Regions from separate parts of the Mus musculus genome. Here all the other regions are linked to region 3. The links are chromatin contacts, called in public Hi-C and HiChIP or PLAC-seq maps. All regions are on one chromosome and are shown on one strand. The core of a region is the stretch at or near the end of the contact, and the rest is flanking DNA. Distances in the headings are between cores, read along the strand shown. Region 1 has its middle 12 kb from the start of Gm32141. Region 2 overlaps Cpsf6 (cleavage and polyadenylation specific factor 6). Region 3 holds the start of Cct2 (chaperonin containing Tcp1, subunit 2 (beta)).

Region 1 (4,053 bases), core at 1,500-3,999, 370 kb before region 3:
GAAGAGAGTTGAAATCTCCTGTGTAGCCTCCTTCCTCATTTATGCCTTTATATTTCCACTGCATAGGTCTCTGTCTTGTGTAAACAGTCATTTTGGAGCAAAACAAATTTCAATTTAACAAAGACTTCGTTTGTGGACATTTATTTAACTGGCTGACATTGCTTAACATTGAAGAGACTAGCCGAAAGTCAATGCCAGTCAAGGCTGGGAAGACGTTTCCCACGGTGCTCGAGTTTCGCTTCTGTTGAAATTATTAACCGACTGCTTTGGAATTTTTGAAACGTCACTTTTCTGCTAAGACCGGGTATAGATTTTTCTGAACTTCCCAAGTTCTTAGGAGAAACACTAGTATTTTTAAGTTCTTATGTAATGAATTCGATGATTTATTCACTGTAAATATCACCCTGCTCTTCGCTTCCAGGACTTCTGCTGACGGGGCGGCTGTTGCATAAGCACCCCGTAAAAAGGCCCTGTGGAAACGGGCCTGTGATAAAGAGAATGTTATTTCAGTAACTCGCTGCAGGACTCCTGGGACCAATTTATGTCTCTAGTTACATAAGCAGTCCGGTTTGCTGCGATCCTTGGACCACCACCGTGGGCACCTGGAAGGGCTGCTGTGAGCGCATAAAAGCCAGCTCAGCTGGACACCAGGCTTAGAGATGGCTGCCCACGGGGCTGGATGGAAATGTAAAGGCCAAGTGGAAATTACAAACCCAACCGTGAGAGGCAGCCAGAGGGGGCTGGGAGTGGGGACGAGGGCGCTATTTTAGGTCTAATGAGAGGAGAATTTGAAGCAGAAAGGGCAGGACACATTTGGACAGTAGGTGGCGCAATATCGTCCTCGTGTTGCTAAGAATTAGACCTGGAGGTGATGAGAGGAGTCAGGTAATCCAGGAGCAAACTCAATAGACAATTGCCGTGGAATGCATACATTTACACACACACACACACACACACACACACACACACACACACACACACACACACACACAGAGAGATATGCTTAGAAACCTGTGGATAGAAGTAACAACCCTACTGTAAAACTTGAATGCATTAATGCTCTCAGTGTAATTGTCCCCTATCCCTCCACGATGTTCCCCGGAAGTGCTCTGTCTACTCAACAATGGACCAAAGTGCTGACTGAGTGCATCACATCCCAGACACTTGCTGTTGACACAGGAGAGTCCTGTGCTCCAGGTCCTCTCTGAAGGGTGTGCCCTTTAACGGAGAGAGGACCTCATTCTTGGTGCAGCCACCATGCCATGGAAAACAGATGCCCATAGCCGGGGAAACCTGGCTGGCTTGAGGACCGCCCTGGCTTTGTTCTGGAATGGGTGGAGGTTTGCTTCAGCAAGAGTTTGGGTTCTTCTACTTGAGATGCTGGCGATACGGAAGAATCCAGAGAGGACAGAGGGAGTTTGGGAGAACAAGGCTTGCCCTTCTGGGACAGATGGCCAAAGGCCAGCCACAGCAAGGAGATTTGATCCAGTGTTAGACCTGCCGCTCAAAGGCTAAACAGAGCGTGGGACCCCTAACGGCAGAACCTGGACTAAATGGTAGGTAACCAGGCATCTTGTGAAAACGCAGAGTGGGTGAGCCAGGTAGTTCAATTTTAAACTGAAGCAAGGAGCTCAAGAACTAGACGTGTCCTCAGAGAGAAGCGAGTGTTTAGCAGTTCCTGGAGTATCTAAAGGAGGCCGATGCAGAGCAGAACAACGTGGATTATTCAAGAGATCTAGAAAAGGAAGGTGTCAGCATAGTGCCGCGTGTGTGCGTGCAGCAGCATCACCAGAGAGCTGGGCCGGCGCCACATTCTGGGCTCTTGTAACTGTATTAGCCTTGTGCACTATGCACAGAGCAGACGGAAAACTGCCCCGAGGACTTGAAATTAATCTGTGTGGAATAAACATATTACACTGGATGCTCACAGGTACACGGTCAGTTCAGATAGGTAAGGCAGGCAGTACAGAGGCCAGCAAGATCAGAACTGGGGGAGGGCATCAACAAATCCAGAAAATATGAATCCAGTGTGGGGACGCGGACCTGCCCTTCCCCTTTGCTTGTATGTCACAAAAACTGCACGTTTCCTGATCACAGAGACACCCTCTTCCGACCTCAGCTTGCGGTGAGGACGTGGACTACCACACGGTGGCGCTGCCGTCTAATCGTTTGTCTCTTAGGTCATCCCGTTTGTCGTGATGGCCACCACGTGTGCGTTGACCGCCTCTTCTTCTTGTTAGCTTACAGGCTAAACGAGATCTGGGAGCCACCATGAAAGGGAGAATTCTCCCTGATGGAGTCGCAAGATTCCGGCCCTCGTCGCAGTGACATTTTTCTCTCATTGGTATGCGTGCTCTTCAGTCCCTCGGGACATTTCAATGATAGAGGTCAGCACAATCAACAAAGTCATATACTGTCACTGCTGAGGTCAGATTCCGGGCCACGGGAAGGCCTTCGGGTCATTTTTATTTACTCTGTCTCTTTGTTAGCGCAGAATTCTGAAGCTCTTACTGAGCTGACCCTGGTTGAGAGCATCGTGGCTTGACTTCCTCTTCTGCCCAGTCTTGCAGCTGATCCTGAGGGTACTCTTTAATAAGCACACTGAAAACAAGTCTGAAGCACCGCCATTATTTGAGAGAATGAAGTCAACACTCAAAGAGAAGCGGAAACCAGAGAGAGAGAGGCTGGGCACAGTCAACCGGAGAGCCAACTCTAATGCAGGCTTCCTGTGGTTTGACTTGTAACAACCAGATGGTTCACGTTTGAAAATATTCTGTCTCCAGGCTGGTTTGAGCCGGCTCTTTAAACAGATAAGAGGCGTCTGAACACACTGTATGGGCTATTCTTAAATATTAGTTTAAAGGATCCCTCGATTTAGACAGCTTGTTGAAATTCTTGTCTGATAGCACATACAAGCTACTTGAACATTCTGCATTTTGATTTCTTTTATTTTCTTTAAACTTTTTTATTATTAATTAACTTACTCATCTGTGTTGAGCCAGGGTCTCAAGTACCCCAGGCTGGCCTTGGACTTTCTATATAGCTGAGGATGGCCTGGATCTTCGGATCCTCCTGCGTGCTGGGATTACCGGCACGTGCGACCATACCTGCTTTCTGGAGAATAGGGAATTGAGCTGTGGACTTTGCACAAATTTAGCAAGCACTCTGCCAGCTCCCCCAACCCCAACCCCAACCCCTCACCCCAGCCTTGCTTGGTTTCTTCAGTGCTGAATTAACACTAGCAAGGACCTACTTCATGGCACTATTGGACGAATTAGATGAAGAAATACACGCAGGTTGCCTGGAACAGGGCTGGACACATTAGGAACCTCTTCAAGTTATTGGCTCCAGGTTCAGGTCACCCGTTACCTGGGACTTTCTAAGAAATACCTTTGCTGCTCTGAGGATTGGTAAAATCATGGCAAAAGATGACCAAGAACTCGTCTGGAGTTCCAGGAGGCGAATGCCTAAGGGAGCGAACTCAGTAGCAAGACCGAGGGACTCTGGCACAGGGGGGAGCCTAGGTCTCCTCAAGCTGTCCTTGGGCGGTGCTGCCAGCACCATATGCAAACAAGGTTCTGTCTTCACCAAAGCTGACTCTCCCCACCCTCACCCCCAAGTAGTACATTTCTGCAACATTGGCTAAACAAAAAAGGGCAACGAGAATGCACCTGCCAACCGCTAGCCTGAGGTTTCCGTTGAGCAGCGTTTATGGGGCAGTATATTATAGAGCAGGATTTTTTAATAAGCTATTTTTAAATAATAAATGAATATAGATTGTATAAAATCCCGTTGATGAGGTTGCTGTGAGGACAGCAGTCCTCCAAACCCCCCACCCCCTTAGGTTCTACGCCAACAATCATGATGCCATAAACAATTCCATTACTCCTTATTTATGTACTGTATCCAGTCTTGGTGTTTGTGTTGTGTTGTGTTGTGTTGTGTTGTGTTGATTTTTGGCTTTGGTTTTGTGTTGAGACAGGGGCTTTCTATGTAGTCCTGGAAGTCACCATGTAGCCCAGGCTGGCCTTGAACTCACAGAGATCCATCTGC
Region 2 (4,286 bases), core at 467-2,966, 280 kb before region 3:
TAATACTTTGCAGTTTGTTCTTTTTGTTTGACTTATAATTTTGGCTTAACTATTTCATTTAACCTTGAAAAATATCTATTGGGAAAATGCAATATTAATAGAGATTAGCCTTTCATTTCTGTTTTGTGTAAGACAACATTTCTGAGAGTGGTTATTTTCTCGTGGCATATTTTAAAAGTTTGAATTAAATCCATTTGTGTGCGTGTACGCATGTGTGTGCCAGCCGTGGTCCAAGTGTGGAGATGGGAGGACAACGTGACGGGTTAGGTGGCATTACCTTCACTTGCTGAGACATCTGGGTAGAATTATAATCACCTCATCCTGAGATTATGAACCTCACTAGTCCTTTAGAATTAAAAACGTATTTGGATCATAGCTATAGTTACCAGTTAACCTGGGAACATTATAGGACATACTTTTAAATATCAGATTAGTTCTTCAAATATTTGATCCATTGGGGCTGGAGATATAACTCAGTTGTGTGGAGTATTTGCATACAATGCTGGAAGTCTGGGTTTGATACACAGCACCGTAATAGACCTGCTGCAGTAGGGCACATCCTAGCACTGGGATCAGGAGTTCAGATTTATCCCCATCTGATGAGATTCAGGCCATTTTGGGGTATATTAGAGTACTAAAAAAAGAAAGAAATACGGATATATAATAGTTGAAGTTGTAAACAATTTCTACTAATTTCTCAGTAACAGTGCTAAGTAATTTAGGTTAAAATAATGCATGTTACCTCCAGTGTTTGTGTAGCATTGTTAGGTTTGTTGTTACTGTTTATGCAGTTTTAAAAATAAATTATTTATTTACTTTATGCATATGAGTACACTGTAGCTGCCTGCCTTCTGGCATACCAGAAGAGGACATTGGATCCCTTTAAAGGTGGTTGTGAGCAACCATGTGGTTGCTGGGAATAGATTGAACTCCAGACCTCAGGAAATGCAGTCAGTGCTCTTAACCGTTGAGCCATCTCTTCAGCTATCTTTATGCATTTTAAAGTTGCATTCATTGGAATAATTTGAGGCTCTGTATCTATAGCCTTCATGGAACTGTGTAAAGTTAGTGGGAATATCTTAAAAGAATACATCAGACTAAAAAGGGAATCTGCCACAGCCAGGATTGCCTCAGACTTAGGCTATAGCTGAGGATGGCATTGAATTTGGGATCCTTCTACCGTGTTTAAGTGCTTCATAACAGTCATGGTGCCGTTGTCATTTTCTGCAGTGCTAGGGACTGAAACCAAGGCCTCCTGCATGATAGTCAAGCACTCTACCAAGTGGATTACAGCTCCAACCCAGGCAAAGCCATTTCTGCTAAACAAGGGATTTAAGCCGATTTTCCTAGTCTTCCTGCTTGGGTTTCCTAACCATGATTACGAAATAGCTACTTTGTGGGCCTTTTCAACTTTATCGTTCATTAGCGGTGCTTAGGAATTTGTGTATGCACATTGATTCTGATCAGGTATGCAGGATGAAAGATAAATAGTTTCAAAAGTCCATAAAGTCAGTTGGCTGTGCTACTATGTGCCTGTAATTGTCAGCACTTGGAAGTGGAAGGAGTGAATCTAGTTGGAGGCTAGCCTAAGTAAGTTACCAGTTAGCCCTGTTTATGTGTCTGTGTTGTCATGCAGGTACTTGCCTGTCAGATCAGAGTACAGCATACAGGGTTACCTCTTGCTTCCCACTTTGAGATACAGCCCCTTGTTTCTGCTGTACTGGCGCACCCCAGCCTAGCAGGCTGTGATCAGTTGGGGAATCTATCTGGACTCCAAATCTCAGTATGAGTGCTGAGATTTAAAATGTGTGCCACTGTATTCTGTTTCTGACTTGGGCTTTAGTAATTATGTTGTCAGACTTTTTTAGCTAGTGCTGCGTTTACCCAGTTAGACCCTACACTTAGTGGGAGGAAAGACCCCACACTCAGTTATAGAGAGCTTTAGCTTTTTCCTGAACATCACACTGAAATCTGAAGAGTGGGGCCTGATAAAGGGGAAGCACCACCTTTTGGAGAAAGAAAAAAAAGCCTGTGATTCAGTGTGCTAGGTAGGAATTTAAAGAATGCTTGTTTGCCTGGAGCAGGTATTGAAGAACATGCATACACGGGCCACAATTCAGTTAGCATTTCAAAGCATCTTTACAGATTCAATTGGGAAAGATGAGGTAGGTAGGACAGTGAAGTTTACAACTTAGTCAGGAGATGGAATACAAGGAAGAGAGAAAAAGTAAATGAGGTGGCATACAGTGAAAAATGAGAAGCTTGTATGATGTTGTGTCTGACAGTGCCGATGGAGCCCATTAGATGACATTTAAAGGGTGCACTTGGTATTTTTGCTGTCCATTTTAATTTTGAAGTTGAGAACTGGGGTTAAGTAATCTTTAGTTACAGTTAAAATGGAGATCAAACTAAGTTTGTAAGAATTTGGACCAGTGGTGACAGCGGTGTGAGGACGCAAACAAGCTACTCACTGAGATCAGTTGTATGAAGTACTACTTTTTTGGGCAGAAACAGAAAAATTATTTTCAAAGGAGAATAAATACATAAAAGCTTATAGGTTTGTACTTAGGTGGTAGGAAGTTTATGATATTCGTATTTAGTGATCCACCTACTTTGAACTAGAAATTGAGAATATTTTGTGTAGGTGCGGTTTGTATTTAGGCGAAGTAATTATCAAAGCTTGGCAGGTATTGAGTTTTAGGCTCCATTTTACTTGTGGCAGTTCATTTACATGCATCTATTTCGGAGGGGGGGGAGGTAGATGAATAAAGCTGTGGACAAAGGCTGTCAACTTGACTTTGCAGTTTGCTGCTTATCAGCCTAGCCACAACATTATAGCTTACCCATTCACTCCCTGTGTGAGGGTGTGTGTTAAAGAATGGGGTCATTTTTCATCACACTTTACAGAGGAAGCTCTGATGGGCAGAATGGAAGTTAGAAAATGCTCCGGGCCAGGCGTGGTGGCGCACGCCTTTAATCCCAGCACTCAGGAGGCAGAGGCAGGCGGATTTCTGAGTTCAAGGCCAGCCTGGTCTACAGAGTGAGTTCCAGGAGCAGCCAGGACTACACAGAGAAACCCTGTCTTGAAAAACCAAAAAAAAAAAAAAAAAAAAAGAAAAAGAAAAGAAAATGCTCCGGGATTCCCAATTTAGTTACTTGTCCATCCCTATCATGCTAAGCCCTACTGTCACAATTTTTACGTTATATTGATAATTGAACTGTAATTAGGAATATGTTTATAAATGTTCACTTCCTCAAATTTTGAGTTCCTATTCTCTACATAGATTTTGTGAGATGCTTTGTATTTAAGTCAGTGCATAGCAAGCAGCTCAAGTACTATTTCGTTTTCTTAAAGTGTCACATAAATATGCAGGGACAGAAGAATTGGCTTAGTGGTGAAGTGTGAACATTTTTGGGCAGGCATCCAAGCTTGATCCTCAGCATCCACATCACGTATAACCTACGTGAACACTTGCACGCATGTGCACAGATGCTACCTTTGTGATTATCTGTCAGATACCAAGTAGATGGATGGCTATAAAACTTGTGGAAGGAGCTGCAAAGGTGCCAGCACTGGCTGCTCTCCCAAAGGACTCAGGTTCAATTTCCAGCCCTCAGTGGCAGCTCACAACTGTAATCCCACTTCTAGGGTATACAGTGCTCTCCTCTGGACTCTAAAGACACAAGGCATGTTCATGGCACATAAATATGCATGCAAGCAAACTCATACACATGAATAATAAACGATAAGTTAAAGCATATACAGATTTAGAGTTTAGAAAATTTGGCCTTGGGGGCTGGAGAGATGACTGCTCTTCCAAAGGTCGTGAGTTCAAATCCCAGCAACCACATGATGATAGTTCACAACCATCTGTAATGAGATCTGATGCCCTCTTCTTAGGTATCTGAGGACAGCTACAGTGTACTTACATATAATAAATAAATGTTTAAAAAGAAAAGAAAAGAAAATTTGGCCTTGTTTTCCACTTTGAAGCATCTCACTCATCCTAGAAACACAGCTGACTTAGAAGATGTGTAAGTTATTATGCTCATCTAGCAGCTGTGTGAATTTACTAGTGGGTGCCAGCACAGATCTCAGGTTAGCCTATGAGTAGACAAGCTCTATAGAGTTCACATGTCTTAGAAATGTAGGGTTCGTAGGACATTTTATTGAGCTTCTTTAGAGTAATGATCTGAGAAGAGTACACTGATGTAGTTGCCTTCCATTGATTCCCCTTGCTCACATACATACTAAGTACAGAACATGGCATCCTCCATCAGGCCCA
Region 3 (4,117 bases), core at 391-2,890:
GCCTGCCTCTGCCTCCCGAGTGCTGGGATTAAAGGCGTGTGCCACCACGCCCGGCAAAAATTAATATTTTCTAAAGAATTATTTATGTGTGTGAGTACACTGTCGCTGTCTTCAGACACACCAGAAAAGGGCATGGGATCCCATTACAGATGTTTGTGAGTCACCACGTGGTTGCTGGGAATTGAACTCGACCTCTGGAAGAGCAGTCAGTTCTCTTAACCCTCGGCCATCTCTCCAATTCCAAGAGAAATCTTTTAAAAAATGATTTATGTAATATATATATATATATATATATATATATATATATATATATATATGAATGAGTGCTCTATCTGCATGTATACCTGCATGCCAGAAGAGGGCATTAGATGGTTGTGAGTCTCCATGGAGTTTCTGGGAATTGAACTCTGCACCCCAGGAAGAGCAGCCACTGCTCTTAACCGCTGAGCCATCTCGCTAGCGCCGAGAAAACTTTTTTTTTTTTTTTGCATTAGTTTTGGGGCTTTTCCCTAGACTATGTATGTTTTAACCATTTCTCTCTTTTTTTAAAAGATTATTTATGTGAGTACACTGTAGCTGTACAGATGGTTGCGAGCCTTCTTGGGAATAGAATTTTTAGGACCTCAGCTTGCTCTGGTCAACTCCACTCAGTTCCTGCTCGCTCTGAGCCAAAGATTTATTTATTATTATACATAAGTACACTGTAGCTGACTCTTCAGACGCACCAGAGGAGGGCATCAGATCTCATTACAGGTGGTTGTGAGCCAACCTATGGTTGCTGGGATTTGAACTCAGGACCTTCGGAAGAGCCATCAGTGCTCTTAACTGCTAAGCCATCTCGCCAGCCCGAGAAAACTAATTTTTTTAAAGGTTTTATTTATTTATTATTTATATGAGTATACTGTAGCTGTCTTCAGACACACCAGAAGAGGGCATCAGATCCCATTACAGATGGCTGTGAGCCACCATGTGGTTACTGGGAATTGAACTCAGGACCTCTGGAAGAGCAGTCAGTGCTCTTAACCGCTGAGCCATAGCTCCAGCTCCCGAGAAAACTATTTTTGATAAACTGGAATATTTAGGACTTGATCTCTGCTTTGAAGTCATGTAAGTTATATTAGGGTGCCCCCCCCCCCCCCCGAGAAAACAAATGAAGCTGAGGTAGGGCAGAAGCAGCATCCCAGAATGGCCAGCCTGGGTCCACAACGTGAGTTCCGAGCTAAGCCAGAGCTACACAGTCAGATCATGTCTGAAAGATTAAATGAAGACTCCTTTATAAAAAAATCATTTAGTAATCTATTGATAAATAACTTTCCCAAAGGAAAAAATAAGCACGAAAATGGGAATGGTTGCCTCCAGGAAGGGTAAATAATAGAAATGATTAGTGTGCAACACTTGAAAATGTACGTCTGACCTTAAAACAAATTTTGAAAGATTATATTTTAAAAATATATGTCAGCAGGAACTTGGTTTCCGCGGCAACCCGCGCGGTACATTGTCTCTTTGTTCTCTAGTTCTATTCTAAAGCAGCCCGCCCCTGGCCCCGCCCCTAGCCCCGCCCACAGCTCAATGATTTCCGCCACCAACTGAGGTCCCGCCCCTTCTCCAGCGAGCCGCTACGCTTCCGGCCCAGCCCGCCACGCAGGAGGCGGAAACCCGTGCGTCCGGCTCCGCCCCCCGCGGCGGAGCGTGTCGTCACTTCCGCCTTTCTCTCTTTCCCCGGCCTGGCTTCCCGGCGCGGATTGTGAGGGGTTCTCTCCTCTACGCGGAATCCGTCGGAACCATGGTGAGCCTAGCTTTCGGCCAAGGACTTAGGCTCCCTGCTCCGCCCCGCTGTGTCCTGCCGCCCCGCTGGTCCTCTTGTCTAACCGGAGTCGCAGGCTCCGAGCGGCCGCCTCCTGGCCCCTCCGCACATGGCTCGGGCCGGGCATGAGGCCTGCGTGGGACCGGGTGACCGAGCTCTCCGCGCGGGACGGGAAGGGGGAACGCACACTAAGTCAGCATCTCTTTGTAAGATCAGGGCTGTTTCTCGGCTAGGGGACCTTGGCGACCCCCGGTCCTCACCCCAAGTGAAGAAGTTTCTAGCAGGACCTGCTGGCTCCGCCCTCTTCGGGGCGGGGCTGGAAGGGCGAGTGGCCGTGCTTGCCTGCGGAAGATGGAGGGTAGCTAGGTAGCTATGTTGGTCCGTGCTCGACCGGCCCAATGTTGCCTTTAGTTTTGCCATTCAGACCAGTGGGTCGGTGTGATGATTTATTCCTGGCGCCCATATGAGCGTCCCTCTCCCCATTTAAGTAAATACCCCACTCCCAGGACGGATTCCTGAAATTAGATGGTAAACCAATTTTCCTTTAGATAATCTACTTCCCGATCTAGTGAGAGGCCCTGGACGGGTGTTAACGAGTACTGGCATTCAAACGGCGTGTGTTGGCTTCCTCTCTTAGGCTTCCCTTTCCCTCGCACCTGTTAATATCTTCAAGGCTGGAGCTGATGAAGAGAGGGCCGAGACAGCTCGCCTGGTAAGCCCGTCTGTTGCTTTTAAATGATAAAATCCAACGCTTTGTGAGGGTAAATTCTGACCGCCTTTTCTGATTTTTCTTTTATAATTTAAGTCGTCGTTTATCGGTGCCATCGCCATTGGAGACTTGGTGAAGAGCACTTTGGGACCGAAGGGCATGGTAAGAAAGATAGGGAATTTTTAGAAGTTTCTTTTGTTTGTTTCTAATTTTGCTTTCCTGCGGTCTTGCGTAGTAGTGGCTGGCCAAAATTTTAATAATGGTTTAAAGCCTTTGGTGTAAATGTAGATAGTAACAATGTTCTTATTTATGTTTTTTAATCTAAAACTTACAAATTATAAACCGTTCTCCTGTGTTACCATCCCCAATCTCACATCCCTCTCCAGTGGCAGCAAGTGTTACCATTTACAAAACTTGCTGGTATTTTTCTTTTCTTTTTTCTTTTTTTCTTTTTCTTTTTTAGATTTATTTATTATTATATCTAAGTACACTGTAGCTGGTATTTTTCTGTTCACTTATAGGTAAGTTTATCATGTTACATATTTTTGCAACACATTTTTAAAGTAACATACTGTTTTTTGTTTATGTGTATCTGCTTTTAGTGTGTTTAACTGTCATATAGTGTTCTGGGATATTTGTTTCCATTGCTGTCTTGTGACAGTGTAGCAGAGCTAGTTTGTATTGCCTGTATGTCTAAGCTTTTTACACATTGAGGTTTGGTTGTAGGATACATGCATAGAAAACATTTAGTAGCCAACTAACTATCCAGAGGTTTTGGTATCTGCATGTATTCTTGAAGAAGTACTTAGACCTTAATTTGACAGAAATATATTTCTTTTCAGGACAAAATTCTCCTAAGCAGTGGACGAGACGCCGCTCTGATGGTGACCAACGACGGTGCTACCATTCTCAAGAACATTGGTGTGGACAACCCCGCAGCAAAGGTTCTAGTTGGTGAGTATAAGATTTGCTTGTTGTTATTTTCCAATAATTTATTCCCTGATAGGCTGTCAGCTACTTAAGTGATGGCCATTGGCATTTATCGCTAGTCAGATGAGTGTCAGAAGTATCATTGTTACCCATAGTCCACGGGGGGCTGCTGCCACCACAATTTTTAAATGGTACAACTCAGTCTGGCTGAACTGCCAAGTCCAAGTGGGCCCTTTCTTGGTGAGTTCTCTTGCTGTCATAATGTGACAAAAGGCCTAACTTGGTGAGACAGAAAAAGATTAGGGGTTAATTTACATGAACTCGTGAGGCACATTCAAGCTAAAGTATTTAACGGTTAAAGGTCTTCCAAAATTTTGTCAGGTGCATATTACTAATGGAGTTTACGCTTGTTGTGGAAGTTTTAAGAGAATTTAGTAATGTGGAGAAATAATTTCACTTTTTCCTAGATATGTCAAGGGTTCAAGATGATGAAGTTGGTGATGGCACTACCTCTGTTACTGTCTTAGCCGCAGAGCTGCTCCGGGTAAGAGTGCCTGACGCTTCCACCTTAGTATGGGGACTGTGGTTTGAGCAACAGTGGAATCCTTTCTTTCTTTTGTGTATCTGTTTATTGGCAGGAAGCAGAATCTTTAATTGCAAAAAAGATACATCCA

What was found. A called contact is a pair of places that touch in the nucleus more often than the background predicts. HiChIP or PLAC-seq counts read pairs in DNA pulled down with a chosen protein or histone mark.
Region 1: a Hi-C map of pro-B cells shows a contact between it and region 3, with 4 times the contacts expected there. The contact joins the enhancer-like site here to the promoter of Cct2 in region 3. A contact is called at or near these places in 11 of 484 Hi-C or Micro-C datasets (B cells, the Ba/F3 cell line, CD4 T cells and 8 more), 3 of 115 datasets of contacts at active chromatin or transcription factors (bone marrow-derived macrophages, effector CD8 T cells and memory CD8 T cells) and 1 of 9 other capture datasets (liver).
Region 2: an H3K4me3 HiChIP or PLAC-seq map of embryonic stem cells shows a contact between it and region 3, with 3 times the contacts expected there. The contact joins the enhancer-like site here to the promoter of Cct2 in region 3. A contact is called at or near these places in 1 of 39 promoter capture datasets (embryonic stem cells), 30 of 484 Hi-C or Micro-C datasets (B cells, LSK cells, Th1 cells and 15 more), 7 of 115 datasets of contacts at active chromatin or transcription factors (the SCID.adh cell line, embryonic stem cells, epiblast stem cells and 1 more) and 3 of 9 other capture datasets (adipose tissue, embryonic stem cells and pancreatic islet).

What each region holds. Positions count from the first base shown.
Region 1 is chr10:117,433,682-117,437,734 of GRCm38.p6, reverse strand. No RefSeq gene overlaps it. Among named protein-coding and RNA genes, the nearest start is that of Gm32141, 12 kb to the left of the region's middle. Within about 2 kb of position 2,749, at least 152 of the 459 cell types and tissues checked have an H3K27ac peak or open chromatin away from gene starts, as enhancers often do. A contact at or near this core is called in B cells, the Ba/F3 cell line, CD8 T cells and 7 more, where this site is marked.
Region 2 is chr10:117,340,386-117,344,671 of GRCm38.p6, reverse strand. It overlaps Cpsf6 (cleavage and polyadenylation specific factor 6), which reads left to right. Exons shown (of 10, transcript NM_001013391.2): 10 at 1-4. Among named protein-coding and RNA genes, the nearest start is that of Cpsf6, 34 kb to the left of the region's middle. Within about 2 kb of position 1,716, at least 24 of the 459 cell types and tissues checked have an H3K27ac peak or open chromatin away from gene starts, as enhancers often do. A contact at or near this core is called in embryonic stem cells, epiblast stem cells and trophoblast stem cells, where this site is marked.
Region 3 is chr10:117,061,375-117,065,491 of GRCm38.p6, reverse strand. Cct2 (chaperonin containing Tcp1, subunit 2 (beta)) reads left to right here and starts at 1,640. Exons shown (of 16, transcript NM_007636.3): 1 at 1,640-1,786; 2 at 2,442-2,516; 3 at 2,610-2,675; 4 at 3,356-3,467; 5 at 3,911-3,987; 6 at 4,082-4,117. The coding sequence starts at 1,784.